Linked DNA regions of Rattus norvegicus: region 2 is linked to region 1. The links are chromatin contacts, called in public Hi-C maps. All regions are on one chromosome and are shown on one strand. Each heading gives the region's core, a stretch centred on a gene start, on an enhancer-like site or on the middle of the called end of the contact. The rest is flanking DNA. Distances are from core to core; before and after follow the strand shown. Region 1 holds the start of Plekha6 (pleckstrin homology domain containing A6). Region 2 overlaps Sox13 (SRY-box transcription factor 13).

What was found. A called contact is a pair of places that touch in the nucleus more often than the background predicts.
Region 2: a contact with region 1 is called in a Hi-C map of liver, with 3 times the contacts expected there. The contact joins the enhancer-like site here to the promoter of Plekha6 in region 1. A contact is called at or near these places in 6 of 12 Hi-C or Micro-C datasets (the A7r5 cell line, the Rat2 cell line, Schwann cells and 3 more).

What each region holds. Positions count from the first base shown.
Region 1 is chr13:47,182,022-47,184,840 of GRCr8, forward strand. It overlaps Plekha6 (pleckstrin homology domain containing A6), which reads left to right and starts at 1,388. Exons shown (of 27, transcript NM_001427839.1): 1 at 1,388-1,790.
Region 2 is chr13:47,381,661-47,384,624 of GRCr8, forward strand. Sox13 (SRY-box transcription factor 13) reads right to left here. Exons shown (of 14, transcript NM_001105952.1): 14 at 1,485-2,964. The coding sequence ends at 2,865. Among named protein-coding and RNA genes, the nearest start is that of Etnk2, 20 kb to the left of the region's middle. Within about 2 kb of position 1,416, at least 5 of the 93 cell types and tissues checked have an H3K27ac peak or open chromatin away from gene starts, as enhancers often do. A contact at or near this core is called in liver, where this site is marked.

The DNA.
Region 1 (2,819 bases), core at 138-2,637:
AGAGAGGGGAAACCCTCCCAAGGGAGCAGCTAAGCCACAATGTGCTCACCTGCCCTGAGCAGGCATGAGAAGGCTTGTCCCTTAGGTACCTCCTCAGGCTCTTGACTTTACTCTGTCAGGTCTCCCCCATATCTCCCCACTCCTAATCTATCTCTTCCTGGGTGCTGGGGGGTCGGGCGCTGTTCTTTTGTGCCTTCTAAAACAGATTCGTTTTTTAAAGAAAGTGCTCCAGGTGACAAAAAAATGATGCTCACTCAGGGATGCTCACACAGGATGCTCACCCAGGGATGCTCACACACCATGGTGAGACTCAGAGTGGGGACCGGTTGCTTTTCTGCTTTGCTCTTTTTTCTTTTGCCACAAGACCTCATGTAGCTCAAACTGGCCTCGAACTCATTGAGTAGTCATGAATAGCTTTAAACTTCTGATCTTCTTGTCTACACCATATTTTATGGGGTGCTTGTTTGCAAACCCCTAAGGCTTCATTTCCTGTGTCCTGGACAAGCACTCAACTGAGCCAACATCTTCTGCCTAGGATGCTTTTGTTTAAAAAAAAAAATCAAGACAGTTTATTTATAGATAACAATAGAATTATCAAGTGGGTGGGGCCTTGCAGGTATTCATCCATTCCTGCTTTTTGGAATGTTTCTATGTTCAGAAGTGGCCTCAATAGCATGGTCTCCAGCTCTGGGTCCAAGGTGTGGCAGAGACAAAACCCCTGGAAGTTAAAGGCAAATCCTTCCCACTCCTTTCAGATCCTGGCCATAAAACCAAGGTTCCATTCATCCACTGTCACCTAGTTTCCCAGAGAGATGTGAAAAGAAAGAAACTGAGGCACAGTGGAGGAGAGAGATGGGGAAAGCCCCTGACAATATTTGCAGCAGAAACAGGGCTATAACCTTATTGTTTAAAGTTCCCTGCTCCTGCCCATCAGTACTGAAGAGCACAGGTTCCGGGCTTGGCTAACACCCTCAGACTGGTCACTGGAGACCAGTCTGGGTTGAAGACTATGAGATCCTGTTTTGTTTTGTTTCTTGTTTGTTTGTTTTTGTTTTTGTTTTAAATGGATCCCAGATCTCCCAACGTTTTCCTTTAAATTCATTGTGTTGAGAGATATGGAAGTATTAGGATTCCAGCAAAGCCCTCCTGATACCCAGAAATGGTCTCTCTGTTTGGGGATAGTCACAGAGCTGAAAAGCCACCACTAGGCAGACTGGGTGTATGAGGTCCCACCATCCTGCCAAGCCCAGGGGCAAAAGCGTTCTGCAGTCTCCTGTGGTAAGCCTCTGGAAACGCGGCTAATCCATATGTAGGCCCAGATGCCCTCTGGGGGGCAGCCTTGTCCTGTCTGTGGGGCGGCTGGGGAGGCTGTGCCCACCAACCCCTTCTCTTCGGGGAGGGTTGCAAGGGTGGTTAGCAGCTTGTCACTGGTGTGGATGGAGTTAAACCTTTCAGGGGACTATTTACTCCTGATCCTAAGTGACAGCTTGGGGAGGGAGAGTCACGTGGTCTGAAATCCCCACGGGAGCCGATGGAGCATGCCCAGCTGCTTCTGCCTGGGAAAGGTGCTGGATCCTGCAGTAACCACAACAGCATCCTCTCCCCGGAGCCAGGGATCTGCCAGCGAGAAGATGACTGATTAGATCAGATTAGATCCAGAGCCGCGCTCTTCCGAAGGGGTCCCCAGGGGTGGGGGAGGAGGACCCCAGCTGGTGCGAGCTGGGGGAAGGGTGCCTCCGAAATCGCGCTTAGCGCTCTCAGCGCGGGATCACACCTCCAAGGCCCAGCCGGTGAGTCCGTTTAGGTGCACCAGACCTAAGAGGTGGGAGAAAGAAGGCTGGGCTGGGGCAGAGCTGGCAGCCGGTGTTGGCCGCAAAGGCCAGGGTTGTGTGCACTGCAGTGAACTGCCTTCTTCATCCTCAGCCTTGGCAGCCTTACTTAGGGATCATGGATGCTGAGAATGCTAATTATAGCCTTTCTGTGACCTCACCCCTCCAGAATCCCTAAGGAAGGGCCGGCACCACATGAATTGATTAGATTTGAATTGCGTCCCCGGGTGAAGGCAGCTTTGGGACTGCCAACCTCCAAGGTGCAGCCCCACCCTATCTTAATTTTGTAGGAAAGAGAGATGGAAGGGTTCAGGGGTCAGGTTCAGGTCGCTGGAGGCTCTCCTTCCTCAGTGGAAGGGATCAGAGGCTCTTGGTTTCTTAGGGGGTGTCTGCGGCTCAGTGGGTAGCTGCTAAAGGGCATGTGGACAGGGGCGGTGATGGAACATGCCGTGTTGGTGATGAAAAAGCAAATTGCTGCTGTTTAAAGCCCTAGGACTGGGCTATTGTGTGAGGAGTCTAGGGTTGAAGTGGCCAGAGAGATACGCAAGGGGGGAGGGCGGAGGAAGGTGAGGAAGGAGGGGGGGGGAGGGAAAGGCTGTTACTGGGAGATGCCCTTTTGGGACTGCAAACCAGTCTGGCTAGAGAGTAAGAGATGGGAGACCCTGAATGCAGAGAGAGGCGGGTTAGAGCGTGGTGGGAGGAGGGGAAGGGGCGGGAGAGAAAGAAGGACACGTCCCTAGTAAGTGTCCCAAGAGGTGTAGCCTTTAGGACTGGGCAGCTCATCTCAAGTCCCTCAAGACCTCTCGCTCTCCATCTGGCATCTCCAGTGGCGCACTCAGCCGCCAGGTCTCCAGCATGCGTGGGCGGAGCCCTAGCTGGCACGCCTCTGCCAGAGCCCCTGTCCAGATGGCTGCGGGGCACTGCAGGTGCTGGCCCGGTCCTCCCATCCCGAGCCTCTGAATCATGTGGAAGTGGGGAGGATTCTACGGG
Region 2 (2,964 bases), core at 166-2,665, 200 kb after region 1:
CCTGCTTCTGCCCATCTGCCCTGCCCTGCTTCTCACGGGAAGGGATGAGGTTCCAGTTGGCCAGAGGGCTTGGGGTGGCGACAGCACAGCAGCTAGGTGAGACCTGTGGACAAAGGTACCCGGAATGCCTTTGGTGGTGAGGGCCCAGACCCTTCAGGACCAACTGTAGGTTATGGGATCTAATTGTCTGAGTTGAGAGTTTGGAGTGAAGTTAGGGGTTTTGAGTCAAGCAGCTCCCCCTAGTGGCCACTTAACAGGGCCAGGCAGAGGCCAAAGACGTTTTCAGAAGCCAGGGCAGGTCTCTTTGTTGTTGGCCCCTGCGTCAGGGCCGGACAGGGCACCAAGGAGTGTGAGGACAGCAAGAAACAGCAGCCAGAGCTCTGAAGGACAGAGCCAGGAGTCAGGACAGTCCCTCATTGACTGGCCCCAGTTCTTGGCAGTGTGTGGTCTAAATCCCGCTTTATCCACTGTCTCACCAGCATGTAAAATTAAGAAACTCCCTTTGGTGGCAAGTGTGCACCATTAGTTCTTAAGTTCCCTATACTTCCCCACATCTTTGCTGAAGGGTAAGGGTGAGAGAGAGAGAGAGAGAGAGAGAGAGAGAGAGAGAGAGAGAGGGAGAGAGACTGTCTGTCCGTCTTGTCTGTCTGTCTGTAGCCAAAATAGTGAACATTGAGACTATCAGCGCTCAGGCTCAATCCCACAACACACAGCATCCACCTTTGCCAGTCTTTTTCCTCCGGCCCCATTTGGTGGACTGGATGACCCTGGCTCCTTTTGGCCATTCCTCTAAGGGATCCTCCATCAGGAGCCCTCATTCTCAAAGGCTGACTCCGGCCCCCTCCAGATGATGCAGCAGCCTTTCCTAAAGAAGGGGTTTGGACTGGACCGGCACACCTCGGACTGTGCCTGTGAGGAACATATACCGCCCCATCGCCCCCCTCCTCAGGGACACATGCCACCTTTGTTAATCTGCCCCATTTCTTTCACAAGCTCAGTTTGTTTTCTCCCACACCATGCTGATGGTATGAATTTAACCAAGACCTGTCTTAGAGAACCCTATTAATTTTGAGGAATTCTGTCCTTTCCTCCAGCCCTGTCTCCAGCGACGATCCTTTCACAACTATGCCTTTGAAATCCCCATTCCAGTGTAAGGTCATGGAGTCCTGAAAGGCAGGGAGCCCACGAGAGTTCCTGGGTGTTTGTGTGAGAACCCTCTTGCCGGATGAGCCCACAACTCTCACTGGATTCAAGTGGCTTCCTCTCCCAAAGGGGGAGAGCTGAGCCCATTCCTCCAGGCTGCTACAGTGCCTCCCTCAGCAATGTGGCCTTCACAAGCCCTATGTTCTCCCCGCTTGTCAGAGCCATTTCTTTTAGACACTTTGCCTGACACTCCCACATGCTACCACCAGGGGGCAGCAGCGACCGGCTGGTGCCAGCCTTGGGAATGTGGTCAGGCCAGCCTCCCAGCAGAGCAAGGGCACGTTCTGAAATGGTCGGTCTTTATTACACCATCAGAAAACAAATATGCTGGTTAAGTTATTCATCATTATCTTCTTAGTAACAAAATAAAGCACTATCTATGTTTACAGTCATAAAAAGAAACAGTCTGGAGAGAAATGGGGTCAACAGAGGTGGGGAGGGAGGCGCCCGGCCATGTGGGGTTTGGGATCATTTCCCTGACCCAGGGCAGCTCCAGATCTTTGAAGCTGGGTGCTGATGGTCTTTGATTTTCTTGGTACACAACCAGAAAGCTTATTTATAACGAGTGGAGCCCATTCCCCAGGACGAGGTGGGGGAGGGAAGAACCCACCCTAAGCTCATGAAGAAGGGATGGAGACCAGCTGCCATGGAGTCCCCTCTGCAGGGCTGTCACTGACAAAAGACCCCCATGCCTGGGGACACAGGTTGGGAATTGGGGCAGAGCCCCTTGGAGGCCTAGGCACGCTCTCACGGTCCCAGGAGCTAAAAATGGCTCCATGGGAACTGACTGGCAAAGTCAGAAGGGAGGAAAGGGGTCATGGGGTCAGGAAACTGCCAGTCCCAGGGGCAGGCTGGGCCCTACAAACACCCAGAAGATACAGCAGGTGTGGTGGGAGGGAGCAGGGACAGACAGAGGAAGAGAGAAAATGCACATGGAAAGAAAATACACAGAACCTGAGACACCAGACTGACAAAGAGGTAGCATTTTGGGGACAAAGGAACACAGAAGAAGCCCCCAGAGAAGCATTAAGACACACATCACGGATCTCACCAGCACGCCTGGCTCACAGTGACCACCCAGCAAATACCTTCCGCCAAGAGTGGAGGGATGACAACGTGAGCTGCGCACAGACACACAGCAGCCAGAGGCACGTGGACTTGGAAGACAAAGACGGGACAGCCAGACTGCACAGAGTACAGAGTAACCCAGGTGACACAGGGGTGACCTGGGAGCTTCTAGGGCAGACATATTGTCCCACCATGGCTGGTTTGGGCCGAGACAAAATGGAAACAAAGCATGTGACCTTAAGGGGACAGGTATATCCCTGCCATCCCCTCGAGTGGGTGGACATACAGGAGGGTATACACCCAGTGGTCCCAGGCCATTCGCCCCAAGGGCTAAAACCCTCAGCCAGCTTGGTTCACCACAGCCACGTGAATCCCACCCAGCCAGGCCGTTGGCTCCTCAGATGTGCCTGGAGGTGTGATGAAGAGGAGGAGCCCCGCCTGGGGAATGTATCTACAAACGCGGTTTCACCCATTACCTGGGCACGCCCAAAGTCCAAGTACCAACATAGTTCAGGAAGGCTGGCTGTGCCTGTCGGGTTGGGAACAAGTTCTCTTCCCCCAGCGGTGACGGGCCAGGCCCAGCTAGCTGAGGATCAGTCTGTGAGTACCACCAGCTCCTCCTCACTCTTCTCGTCACCCTCTGAGTCCTCATCCTCGCTGTACCGGTACATCTCTCCATCGGCCACCGAGTGC